Regions from separate parts of the Oncorhynchus mykiss genome. Here region 1 is linked to region 2. Evidence: chromatin contacts called from public Hi-C data. All regions are on one chromosome and are shown on one strand. The core of a region is the stretch at or near the end of the contact, and the rest is flanking DNA. Distances in the headings are between cores, read along the strand shown.

Region 1 (6,978 bases), core at 488-2,987, 140 kb before region 2:
CGCATCACTGAATCCCTGTTGTAATTGACAGTGAGTCACGTGACCCACCATAATCTCGCAGAGAGAAAAATAGAAACCATGATGGGGTTGAAGAACAGCGGAGTCCAACCATCTGGCGTTAATTACCGTTGGGGCAACTCTACAAAGCCTATTGACACCGCCACCTGTGTGATCCGCTATAATTAGACAATGTGGACTATATGTCTGGCTGCGTTGGGATCAGCGTGTGGCTCGGACAGTGACTGCGCCTCAATGTGAAACACACGGATAATTGAGCGTCCTGTGATTGATGGTGAACATTAAATAAATCCACAACCCAGTGTTTTAGACTAGTCAAGAACGGTGAAATTTTTTTGGAACCCCCAAATATTGGGTTTGGTTTGATCACACAAAAAAGCTTTAGAACTGCTATCCAGGAGCATAGGGGTGAATAGGTTCGCGATTATGTGGACAGTAATTCTGTCCGATTGGGGAAAGTATTGAGGAGCGATCGTGACTTCTGTGGGATGTTGGCAATGCTAGGCTAGCTTTTTTCTCAATCGTAACAAGCTAGTAATACATAGTCTACACAGCTATTGCTTGATGATAACACTATAATTACCCTGAGTTCATCTCGCTCGGCTTCCCAACGATATTTCTCGGTCTGGAAGCGTCCCCATTCGAACTGGATAAAGTGCAAGATCCCGGGAAGCGATAGGCCTGCGTCGCCGTCTTGTGGTTCTCGAGGCTGCGACGATCCAGCCATCGCTGCCGCTGCTGCTGTTGTCGCCTGCCCGAGCACTGATTTCGGCCCGTTCGGGTTGCGCCCCACGCCGCTGCCTCCAGAGTTCTGGTTCGTTCCCCCTGCTACTCCGCCGGATCTTTCCGCCTCCATTTTAGCGCTTTGAGCTTTCGCCAGGACAGGGAGGTGGGGAAAACAAGTAGCGATAACAATAACAACAACCCCGTCCCTCACAAACCCAGCTCTAACGCTCGAACCTTCTTTCTTCCTCTCTCGCGTAAAGAGTAAATGCAAGAACTCCCGTGGAGGAACGGTGCCAAAAAATGAGCTAAGAGCAAATCTACTACAGGGGGGGGGGGGTCGTTTTTTCCCCTCTCTCTCCCGTTACAGTAACCAAGGACGTCGCTTCCTGCCATATTGTGATCTCACGCAAGCTTCCTGTGGTCGTTTCCAAAACAGCAAAGCAAGGGTATAACGTTACAGACCGCGGTGTTGATAATAATCTAGAACTCCCAGTGTATGAACACTTCTTTAGTTTATTTGTCAGTATAACATTCACATTTTACACTGTCAGTAAGCGCTATTGCACCGGTGGTGTCTCCGTGTTTGTGCTTGGCTCAGCCACCTTTCCACACAGCGAGCAAATTCGATGTAACGCTCCGCGCATTATGGTTTGTATGCTATTTCATTCTAACGAGTTGGAGAATGTTAGGCAATATAACGGGGAGAACGTGATTCACATTGGAAGACAAACGAGTCCTGCATATGAAGCGTTTATAGGGGTCATTTTGTGGGGTGGTCTTTATGAAATGATGGAGAATGATCATGGTTGCATAGAAGCCATGCATTATAGGTGTAGTCTACTGTCAGCATTAAATTGACAGCATAAAAAGTACATTGCATGATGCAGACACCGTTCTAGGTACTGGAAATGTGGTAGTATTGCTGTAGCAATACTTGACAGCCTACGGTAGCAATTCTAGAAGGGAGCATAGGCCTATACTTACACGGAGCATCAATTTGAAGCATCTCCGTGGCTCATTTTGGCTGTAATTTATAGTTACGGTTACAATCTAGGTCAAAGTATTGGCCGAAGAGAACTAGGGCAATCCAGTCCATGTATGTGAGACACACTGCACCTAGTCCCTTGACGTTTGAATATAATGTAATAAACTAGACTACAGCCTCTAAAGCCTATCACAGCCATCTGAAGTGCTTTAGAATCCTTTTTTTAAGGACTCATTTTAAATTCCTGTGTTTTCTGTGTATTTCAGCTATTCCAGCAGCTGGCCATTACTCTTCCGATGCACATAGGCTGTAGCTCTTTACCGATGGGGTCCTGATGTTTATGGACAGGCTTTCTGAATAGAGAGCTCCATCCTATACCTTCTCCTTTCCCTGAGCCAGACGAGTGCAGCAAGAGGTGCCATGCGGGTGAGTTTCTGCCAGGGCCTTCTGACTGGAGCCATCGCTCTGAACCTGCTCATCCTTTACTATGTGTTCCAAGCCCAGCAGCAGATGATGGAGAAACGCCGGGACCCAGGAAGGGGCTCCAGGAAGGCTGCCTTACCTGCTTCCGGGCTGGAGGGCGGCATGGGGGGCCTGGTAGGGATTGGCGCAGGGATGGTTGGCGCTGGAGGTGTCGGGGGAGAGGGGAACAGCCACGGCCCTCGTGTGACTGTCCTCCTACGGGAGTTTGAGAATTTTGAGACCTACGTCGGTGATGTGGCACGCTCCTTCCTGCACCAGAGACCTGAGCTGCCCTTCCTGGCTGTGTCTGACACCCCGCCCTACCCCCCTCTGTCTCTCCCCGAGGGGGCCCGTCTCCTGGTGCTCTCCCCCAGCCCCGAGCAGCCTCCGCAGGCCCACCGGCCAGAGTTTCACATTCAGACAGAGTTTGTGCTGCTGGTGCCTGACGGGGTGGAGCTGGAGCAGGGCCGGGCTGTGGAGAGGCTGATCCGGGAGCTGGAGGGGGAGGGTGGGGCTGGTGGCTTCCCCAGTGTTGGCACGCTCGACCGTTCAGTGCCTGCACCTGCGGGTCAGCCTTAGAGAGTGGACGGCCACCTATTCCACAGCGGCGTCTGGGACCAGTGGTAGCGTGTGTACAGCCCTTCAGGGGGACGTGGTGGTCCTCATCCGCTCTGAGGACCTCTTCAACCTGTCTGTCCCACTGGGGAGGCCCCTGCTGCCCTCACTCTTCATCCAGACCTCCCTGCATGGCTGGAAGGTCAAGCTCCTGGAGAGCCCCTGCTTCTCCCCAGCCACCGGCCTCTCTTCAGCTCAGCCCACAACCAGTGGAAGGCAGACAGCCATCTGAAGGAGGCCACTAGCCAGCTGATGAGGAACTTTGGGCTGAAGCGTCTGCTACTGGCTGATGGGAAGGAGCAGTGGCACGGCTGTGGGAAGGAGACGAAGCGTTGCTTCGGTACTGTCCGGGACGACACCCCTGAGTACCTGTACCTGGAGCGCTGGACACCTCCCTGCTGCCTGCGCGCCCTCCGCGAGACCACCAAGTATGTGATCAACATCCTGGAGAGCTCCGGGGTGCGCTACTGGCTGGAAGGAGGCTCCCTGCTGGGGGCGGCCCGCCACCAGGACATCATCCCCTGGGACTATGATGTGGACCTGGGCATCTACCTGGAGGACGTGCCCAACTGTGACTACCTGAAGAACCTGGACTCTGGTTCTCTGGTGGATGCTAACGGCTATGTGTGGGAGCGGGCAGTGGAGGGGGACTTCTATCGGGTGCAATACAGCGAGGCTAACCACCTCCACGTGGACCTGTGGCCCTTCTACCCGCGGAACGGCGTCATGACCAAAGACACGTGGATGGAGCACAAACAGGATGTGGAGTTCCCCGAGCACTTCCTGCAGCCGCTGGTGCCGATGCCTTTCGCCGGCGTCACCGCCTACGGCCCGAACAACCACCGCGCCTTCCTGGAGCTCAAGTTTGGGGAGGGGGTCATCGAGAACCCCCAGTACCCAAACCCTGCCAAGAAGAGGCTGGATAGGAGCCGGCTGTGAGGGAGGGGTGTGGCTGGGACCTTTGGAGCTTTCATGTGGCCCGACAAAAGGACAAAACGATTCGAGCCACAACCCAAAACATATACAGTTGAAGTCGGAAGTTTACATACACCTAGGCCAAATGGATTTAAACTCAGTTTTTCACAATTCCTGACATTTAATCCGAGTAAAAAATCCCTGTCTCAGGTCAGTTAGGATCACCACTTTATTTTAAGAATGTGAAATGTCAGAATAATAGTAGAGAGAATTATTTATTACAGCTTTTATTTCTTTCATCAGATTCCTAGTGGGTCAGAAGTTTACATACACTCAATTAGTATTTGGTAGCATTGCCTTTAAATTGTTTAACTTGGGTCAAACATTTCAGGCAGCCTTCCACAAGCTTCCCACAATAAGTTGGGTTAATTTTGGCCCATTCCTCCTGACAGCTGGTGTAACTGAGTCAGGTTTGTAGGCCTCCTTGCTTGCACACACTTCTTCAGTTCTGCCCATAAATGTTCTATAGGCTTGAGGATAGGGCTTTGTGATGGCCACTCCAATACCTTGACTTTGTTGTCCTTAAGCCATTTTGCCACAACTTTGGAAGTATGCTTGGGTCAATGTCCATTTGGAAGACCAAGCTTTAACTGATGTCTTGAGATGTTGTTTCAATATATCCACATAATTTTCTCTTCTCATGATGCCATCTATTTTGTGAAGTGCACCAGTCCCTCCTGCAGCAAAGCACCCCCACAACATGATGCTGCCACCCCCGTGCTTCACGGTTGGATTGGTGTTCTTTGGTTTGCAAGCCTCCACATTTTTCCTCCAAACATAACGATGGTCATTATATCCAAACAGTTCTATTTTTAGACCAGAGGACATTTCTCAAAAAAGTACGATCTTTGTCCCCGTGTGCAGTTGCAAACCGTAGTCTGGCTTTTTTATGGCGGTTTTGGAGCAGTGTGTTCTTCCTTGCTGAGCGGCCTTTCAGGTTATGTCGTAATAGGACTGGTTTTTACTGTGGATATAGATACTTTTGTACCTGTTTCCTCCAGCATCTTCACAGGGTCCTTTGCTGTTGTTCTGGGATTGATCTGCACTTTTCGCACCAAAGTACGTTCATCTCTAGGAGGCAGAACACTTCTCTTTCCTGAGCGGTATGACGGCTGCGTGGTCCCATGGTTTTTATACTTGCATACTATTGTTTGTACAGATGAACGTGGTACCTTCAGGCGTTTAGAAATTGCTCCCAAGGATGAACCAGACTTGGAGGTCTACAATTATTTTTCTGAGGTCTTGGCTGATTTCTTTGGATTTTCCCATGATGTCAAGCAAAGAGGCACTGAGTTTGAAGGTAGGCCTTGAAATACATCCACACTTCCAATTTACTCAAATTATGTCAGAAGCTTCTAAATCCATGACATCATTTTCTGGAATTTTCCAAGCTGTTTAAAGGCACAGTCAACTTAGTGTATGTAAACTTCTGACCCACTGGAATTGTGCTACAGTGAATTATGAGTGAAATAATCTGTCTGTAAACAATTGTTGGAAAAATTACTTGTCATGCACAAAGTAGATGTCCTAACCGACTTGCCAAAACTATAGTTTGTTAACAAGAAATGTGTGGAGTGGTTGAAAAACAAGTTTTAATGACTCCAACCTAAGTGTATGTAAACTTCCGACTTCAACTGTACCTACATGACAGGTCAATTGGAGACTCCTTGCAGAGGTCCATTATTCTGTATAAGCTGTAAGTTAAGTATAGAGACAAAGTATTTACACATTCAAAACGGTATTCTGGTGCACATCATTTTCCGGTACATACATGACCAGGTATTTAGTAAGAAATGACATGGTAAAATGGTAATTACACAGTAATTATATTCAATCTTTTTGGGGGGGGGGTACCATTTAAGTACAAGGTGGTTATCAATTGTTTTGATTTTTCTTTTAAAATAGTACCAGGAAGTATTAGCTATTATTACCACATAGTTTCCTAGTCATTTTCAGGTGCTCAAAGTGCTTCCAGATATCCAATGGCATATCCACCACAACATCAGCTGCTGTTAAGCAATATCTGACACAATCAGTGTCGATACCTGTGTTATTATTGTCATGAATATAAATGTGTTGGTTGGTCAATTCTGTCCTAAAGCTAAAGACATATTTCATGGAGTACATGTGTTGCACTGATGCACTTTCTTATTTGAGATTTGTGCACTTCGTGTTCAGTGTATGAGATGTATGACTTTTGACCTTTCGAACTGTCGACTGATGCCACCGGGTAGGCTTTGGCACGTTCCATCAGCTTGCCGATTATGGCCGTCCCATTTCCCAGTGGTAAAATGAGGAGCTTTCTCTTCAACTCTGACTTGGATATTCACCTGAGGCCTTGGATAAAGCTCTATCAGTCCATGCGGGCACATTCAAATCCCAGGTATGAATTATGAAACTATCCACTAGTTTATCCAATATTCTAAATTAAATGTGTGTGTGTGTGTCATCTGTTGAGTGTTGCTGTCACATTTGTGCCCTGCCTTGACTGGAATGTTAAAAGTCATCTGAATTGTGAGTGAAAGACTGATGTCTAATAGGTGCCACTTGTTGTGCTTGACCTGTCATTTTACAAGTGAGGCAAAAGGCTCAAAACTCACCAGCACACTAACCAGAATTTTGCTGTCAATGTGTCACTTTTTCATGGACTGAAAAAAAATGAATTATAACACCCCTGTTATTTGTGTTTTGTCATTTGAGGTGTATGGCTTTGATGAGACAGCTTTGTATACATTCCAGTTTTTCAGGAATCATTTAAGAAATTAATTTACCAGGAGGGCCTAAAGCTTTCTTTGGTTTTGACAAAAATAGCAGGATTTAGTATGCAACTCCCCTGTCTCACCAGCAGGTGGCAGAAGAGCCTTAACATTTCTCCTTGGCCATGTCTAGCCACCTCTGAATGAGAGGCGGCATGTAGTGGACATTGAATGGGTAACTTATGAATATTGCCGTGGTAAAGTCAATAGCTGCAAAATCCCCCTGACAACATCTATCCAACTAAGTTGCATTTCTGAATCCTACATTGATAAGCTAAATCCAAATACAAGAACGCCAGAACACACTTCAGTGTACTCAATATACCTCCGTCTTCTTTCTTTCCCTCGGCATGTAAAGTAGAACCGTTGGCTGAATTCAATTGGGAGGGGTGTAAAGTTACATTGCTAACAGAGGAACAATGATCAGGTCTAATAGGAGAC
Region 2 (6,887 bases), core at 2,311-4,810:
ATGGCTTGGGGGTAGAAGCTGTTGAGGAGCCTTTTGGTCCTAGACTTGGTGCTCCGGTACCGCTTGCCGTGCGGTAGCAGAGAAAACAGTCTATAACTTGGGTGACTGGAGTCTCTGACAATTTTCTGGGCTTTCCTCTGACATCACCTATTATATAGGTCCTGCATTGCAGGAAGCTTGTCCCCAGTGATGTACTGGGCCGTCCGCACTACCCTCAGTAGCGCCTTACGGTCAGATGCCGAGCAGTTGCCATACCAGGCGGTGATGCAAGTGGTCAGGATGCTCTCGATGGTGCAGCTGTAGAATCATTTGAGGATCTGGGTGGCCATTCCATATCTTTTAAGTTTCAGGAGGGGAAAAAGGTTTTGTCGTGCCCTCCCCACGACTGTCTTGGTATGTTTGGACCATGATAGTTCATTGGTGATGTGGACACCAAGGAACTTAAAACTCTCGACCCGCTCCACTACAGCCCCATCAATGTTAATGGAGGCCTGTTCGGACCGCCTTTTCCTGTAGTCCACGATCAGCTCCTTTGTCTTGCTCACATTGAGGGAGAAGTTGTTGTCCTGGCACCACACTGCCAGTTCTCTGACCTCCTCCCTATAGGCCGTCTCATCGTTGTTGGTGATCAGGCCTACCACTGTTGTGTCGTAAGCAAACTTAATGATAGTGTTGGAGTCGTGTTTAGCCACACAGTCATGGGTGAACAGAGAATACAGGAGGGAGCTAAGTACACACCCCTGAGGGGCCCCAGTGTTAAGGATCAGCGTGGCAGACGTGTTCTTGCCTACTCTTACCGCTTGGGGCGGCCTGTCACGAAGTCCAGGATCCAGTTGCAGAGGGAGGTGTTTGGTCCCAGAGTCCTTAGCTTAGTGATGAGCTTCGTGGGCACTATAGTGTTGAACGCTGAGCTGTAGTCGGTGAACAGCATTCTCACATAGGTGTTCCTTTTGTCCAGGTGAGAAAGGGTGGTGTGGAGTGCGATTGAGATTGCGTCATATGTGGATCTGTTTGGGCAGTATGCGAATTGGAGTGGGTCTAGGGTGTCCAGGAGGATGCTGTTGATGTAAGCCATGACCAGCCTTTCAAAGCACTTCATGGCTTCTTACGCGAGTGCCATGGGGCAGTAATCATTTAGGCAGGTTACCTTCGCTTCGTTGGGCACAGGGACTATGGTGGTCTGCTTGAAACATGTAAGTATTACAGACTCGGCCATGGAGAGGTTGAAAATGTCAGTGAAGACACTTGACAGTTGGTAACTATTTAAAGGTTTTGTTCACATCAGCTTACGAGAGCGTTATCACACAGTAATCCAGAACAGCTGGTGCTCTCATGCATTCAGTGTTGCTTGCCTCGAAGCAGTATAAAAATAAATGTTGCTCATCTGGTAGGCTCGCGTCACTGGGCAGCTCGCGTCTGGGTTTCTCTTTTAAGTCCGTAATAGTTTTCAAGCCCTGCCACATTTGATGAGCATCAGAGCCGGTGTAGTAGGATTCAATCTTAATCCTGTATTGATGCTCTGCTTGTTTGATGGTTCGTTTGAGGGCATAGCGGGATTTCTTATAAGCGTCCGGGTTAGTCTCCCACTACTTGAAAGCGGTAGCTCTAGCCTTTAGCTCAATGCGGATGTTGCCTGAAATCCAATGCTTCTGGTTGGGATGTGTACATACAGTCACTGTGGGGATGACGTCACTGTTGCACTTATTGATGAAGCCGATGACTGAGGTGGTGTATTCCTCAATGCCATTGGATGAATCCCAGAACATATTCCAATCTGTGTTAGCAAAACAGTCCTGTAGTGTAGCATCCGCGTCATCTGACCACTTCCGTGTTGAGCGAGTGACTGGTACTTCCTGCTTCAGTTTTTGTTTGTTAGCAGGAATCAGGAGGATAGATTTGTGGTCAGATTTGCCAAATGGAGGGCTGGGGAGAGCTTTGTATGCTTCTCTGTGTGTGGAGTAAAGGTGGTCTAGGATTATTTTCCCCCTGGTTGCACATGTGACATTCTGGTAAAAATTTGGTAAAACTGATTAAGTTTGCCTGCATTAAAGTCCCTGGCCACTAGGAGCACCGCTTCTGGGTGAGCATTTTCTTCTTTATGGCCTTATAGAGTTGGTTGAGAGCGGTTTTCGTGCCAGCTTTGCTTTGTGGTGGTAAATAGACGGCTATGAATAATATAGATGAGAACTCTCTTGGTAGATAGTGTGGTCGACAGCTTATCATAAGGTACTCTCCCTCAGGTGAGCTATACCTCGAGACTTCTTTAATATTAAACATCGCGCACCAGCTGTTATTGACAAAAAGACACACACCTCCACCCCTCGTCTTACCAGAGGTAGCGTCTCTGTTCTGCCGGTGCATGGAAGATCCCGCCAGTTCTATATTGTCCGTTTCTTCGTTCAGCCACGTCTTGGTGAAACTTAAGATGTTACAGTTTTTAATGTCCCGTTGGTAGGATAATCTTAATAGTGGGTCATCCATTTTATTTTCTAACGATTGCACGTTAGCAAGGAGAATGGAAGGCAGTGGGAGTTTACTCGCTGGCCTCCGGATTCTCAGAAGGATCCCCTTTTCCGCCATCTTATCTTCACGCAAAGGCGTGGATCTGGGCCTGTTCCAGTGAAAGCAGGATATCCTTCTTGTCGGGACTCATTAAAAGGAAAAAATGTCACTTTTCTGATGTCCAGAAGTTATTTTCGGTCATAAGAGACGGTAGCAGCAACATTACAGCACATGTACACAATAAATAAAAAATGAATTTAAAACGTCGGCCATGTTCTTCGGCGCCATCTTCGCAGTTCACTTTTTCAGGCACAGATTCAACCTGTAAACTCAAAAGAACAGACACTGGCTTCTGTTTCACCACTCACGCCACCCTGTCTGCTTGGCACCAAATGACAAGCATCACAGGCACATTTATAAAGCCTGTCCGAACACAAACCAGCTGGAAACTTAAAGGGCACTGGAGGCATAACTTTACAAAAACACATGGAATGTTGTCAAACAAATAACACAGAAGTGTTGTGTTGCATTTGGTTCTCACTACAATGAATCACACCTCAAACATTTATTCTCAATCAGACTGCATGGTTGGCCACATGAGCATAACAGACAGGCACAGCAATAAAGCCCGGCACAGCAATTAAAGCCAGGCACACATTCTACACAGGACCATGTAGAAAAAGTTGAAAGCGTCACCAGGTGCAAAGGTGGCTTCATACCGTTTACATGTTCCCTTGTAATCCTTACAGGGTCGTTGGTTCCTTCCCTGTCACACAAACAATTTGAAACACTAAAACTGTTCCATTGGCCTTATGTGATAATGGACTCCATGTTGAGGTCTATCGGCGCCATCTGGTGGCTGAATAAGCTAAACACAAAGTGCAGGAAAAGTATAAAGAGATTAACCAGATGTACCGAGAGAGGAAACCAGTGGTAAAAGAGAAACAGACTACGTTAAACGTTTACAAAAATAAAATACACATGTAATAAGGGAAGAATATGGCACGGTTTATTTTACATACCAAACGCAGGACGGCGCTACAAATAATACATTTCCCAACATTGTGCACGGGAGCACCACCTCCTTCCGTGTGACGTTTGCAGTGTGAAAGTGCACAGGGCATGCTAAGGTCGTGTTTTTAGCGAGCTATGGCTGCCTTGAGTTGGTTTACTTGCGGACAGTTGCCGCGGATTGCATCTCAGTTCGCCCGGGTTGTGAAACACGTCCGGCCGCAGTACCTCGGAGGACTGCCGGCGAGGAGAGTCCACGGGTCTTCGCGGAAATGGGTGGTTGAGAAGGAGCCATGGGGCAAGGCTCGGGTTCCCGAGTATCATCAGCTGACAGAACTCGATAAGGCGGATGCCTTGGTAAATTACAATGAATAGACTCCTTCCTGCATTACAGAAATGATATGTGTGTGCTGACATCAAGCACCTTTCTAAATCACTGGGATTTGTCTTATTGTTTGCTCTGCAGATGCTGAGAAAGTCCCACGAAACCGGTAACTGCACATTTACAGAGCATTCGGAATGTATTCAGACCCCTTGACTTTTTCCCCATTTTGTTACATTACAGCCTTATTCTAAAATGGATGAAATTACCCCCCCTCTCAAATCTACACATACCCCATAATGACAAAGCAAAAACAGGTTTCGATTTTTTTGCAAATTTATAAAATTAAAATAAACTGATTACATTTATATAAGTATTTTGACCATTTACGCACTACTTTGGCAGCGATTACAGCCTGGAGTATGACACTAAAAGCTTCTCTCATTCTTCAAGCTCTGACAGGTTGGATGAGGAATGTCTCTTCACAGCTATTTTCAGGTCTCTCCAGAGATGTTCAATCGAGTTCAAGTCTGGGCTCTGGCTGGGCCACTCAAGGACGTTCAGAGACTTGTCACGAAGCCACTTCTACGTTGTATTGGCTGTGTGCTTACGGTTGTTGTCCTGTTGGAAGGTGAACCTTCGCCCCAGTATGAGGTCCTGAGCGCTCTGGAGCAGGTTTTCATCAAGGATCTCTCTGTACTTTGCTCTGTTCATCTTTCCCTCAATCCTGACTAGTCTCCCAGTCCCTGCCACTGAAAAACATCTTCACAGCATGATGCTGCCACCACCATGCTTCACCGTAGGGATGGTGCCAGGTTTCCTCCAGGCGTGACATTTGGCATTCAGGCCAAAGAGTTCAGCATTGGTTTCATCAGACCAGAGAATCTTGTTTCTCATGATCTGAGAGTCCTTTAGGTGCCTTTTAGCAAACTCCATGCAGGCTGTCATGTACCTTTTACTGAGGAGTGGCTTCCGTCTGGCAACTCTACCATAAAGGCCTGATTGGTGGAGAGCTGCAGAGATGGTTGTCCTTCTGGAAGGTTCTCCCATCTCCACAGAATGACCATCCGGGTTTTTGGTCACCTCCCTGGCCAAGGCCGTTCTCTCCCGATTTGTCAGTTTGACCGGGCGACCAGCTCTAGGAAGAGACTTGGGGGTTCCAAACTTCTTCCATTTAAGAATGATGGAGGCCACTGTGTTCTTGGGGACCTTCAATGCTGCAGAAATGTTTTGGTACCCTTCCCCAGATCTGTGTCTCGACACAATCCTGTCTCGGCGCTCTACGGACAATTCCTTCGACCTCATGGCTTGGTTTTTGCTCTGACGTGCACTGTCAACTGTGGGACCTTATATAGACAGGTGTGTGCCTTTCCAAATCATGTCCAATCTATTTAATTTACCACAGGTGGACTCCAATCAAGTTGTAGAAACATCTCAAGGATGATCAATAGAAACAGGATGCACCTGAGCTCAATTTCGAGTCTCATAGAAAAAGTTCTGAATACTTATGTAAATAAGGTATTTCTGTTGTTTTATTTGTAATAAATGTGCAAACATTTCTTAAAACCTGTTTTCACTTTGTCATTATGGGGTATAGTGTGTAGATTGATGGGGGAAAAAAAACATTTTTGTACATTTTAGAATACGGCCGTAACGTAACAATGTGGAAAAAGTCAAGGGGTCTGAATACTTTCCGAAGGCACTGTAGATTAGGAAGAGGTTTAAAGACAGGCTATTTATTTAATTACTATGCTATGCATTTTTGTTAGAATTCCTGTTGGCACAGTTAGATTAGTTGTTGAAGTGTAAGAAGTTCTGCATGCGTCTCTAGGCTATGTTTACACATCTGAATCCATGAACCTCCGCAACATGGGAGAAGCTCCTGACTGCAAACACTGATAGGGTTAGAGGAAGGGATGAGGGGGTTGTTTTCAGACTGGGCTGTAATCTCTGTGTTGTTCTGTTCTAGGTTTCCTGTCTTGGTTCCGTAACGGACTCCTGGCCACCGGTATCGGGGTCATCGCTTTCGTCCAGAGTGACGTAGGACGAGAAGCAGGCTATGGTAAGGAGGCTAGGAAGGGCCAGGGGCAAGGCTCTATTCTGTCGCAGCGAAGCATAATTATCAGAAAAGTCCTTAACGTTGCTGAAACACACCCACGCACACACCCATTATAAATATACTGCTATCGGTAATCAATCTTTCCGCCTCTGTCTCTCTCTCTCCCCCAGTCTTCTTCATCCTGGGTGGTGTGTGTGTATCGTTCGGCGGGGCGTCCTACGTGGGCAGCCTGTTTTCCCTGAGGAGGATCATGCTTCTCACCCTGCCTGCCATGCTGCTGAATGTTGCTGTGGTGAGCAGCATCGCCCTCTTCTGGCTGTGTGCGGTATCGCTCTACATTGGACGCCTGGAGGTGGAGATTATTCACGAGGATGACGATGACGGAGGGGAGTGCCCAGACTGTCGCGACCGCTGCAACCACTCCCATGGCGACAGGCACCACGGCAACGGCAAAGGCCAAGACAAGTAGAGCGCTTGATTGGCAAAGGTGACAAAGTGTGTGTTTTGTTTCTTTGTGTGTGAGTGAGACAGAGAGAGTGTATGACACTCAAAGATACGTGGGTACAAAGGGGATCAGTGAAAGGCATGATTTGGTTATGTCCTCTGTGAGAGGAGTTTGTGTGGGTGGGTGACTGTGATAGGTATCAGATGGGGCGGCAGGTAGCCTAGTGGTTAGAGCGTTGCACTTGTAACCGAAATGTTGCAAGTTCGAATCCCCGAGCTGTCCTGAACAAGGCAGTTTAACCCACCCATGTGTTTCGAGGCCGTCATTGAAAATAAGGATTTGTTCTTAACTGACTTGCCTTGACAAATAAAGATGGGGGAAAAAAATATAATATCAGATGTTAGATTTTTTTCAATTTAGTTTTATTTTACACACACACACAAACACACTGTGAGAGTGCCTCATTTGAGTTTATTTACTCCTGATCATGTTAACTTTAAGAATCAAAGAGCCCTGTACAATTCCTAAGCCATACTCTGAGCCAGCTC

Evidence for each region. Hi-C and Micro-C count contacts between places; a contact is called where the count stands out from the background.
Region 1: a contact with region 2 is called in a Hi-C map of liver, with 7 times the contacts expected there. The contact joins the promoter of LOC110503494 here to the promoter of LOC118944023 in region 2. A contact is called at or near these places in 2 of 3 Hi-C or Micro-C datasets (blood and liver).

The regions. Positions count from the first base shown.
Region 1 is chr24:4,170,988-4,177,965 of USDA_OmykA_1.1, reverse strand. LOC110503494 (striatin-4) reads right to left here and starts at 1,737. Exons shown (of 19, transcript XM_036961064.1): 1 at 1,729-1,737; 2 at 602-1,099. The coding sequence starts at 1,737. It also overlaps the pseudogene LOC110503493.
Region 2 is chr24:4,033,726-4,040,612 of USDA_OmykA_1.1, reverse strand. LOC118944023 (transmembrane protein 160-like) reads left to right here and starts at 3,560. Exons shown (of 4, transcript XM_036961397.1): 1 at 3,560-3,870; 2 at 3,980-4,004; 3 at 5,805-5,897; 4 at 6,065-6,887. The coding sequence starts at 3,652. The coding sequence ends at 6,363.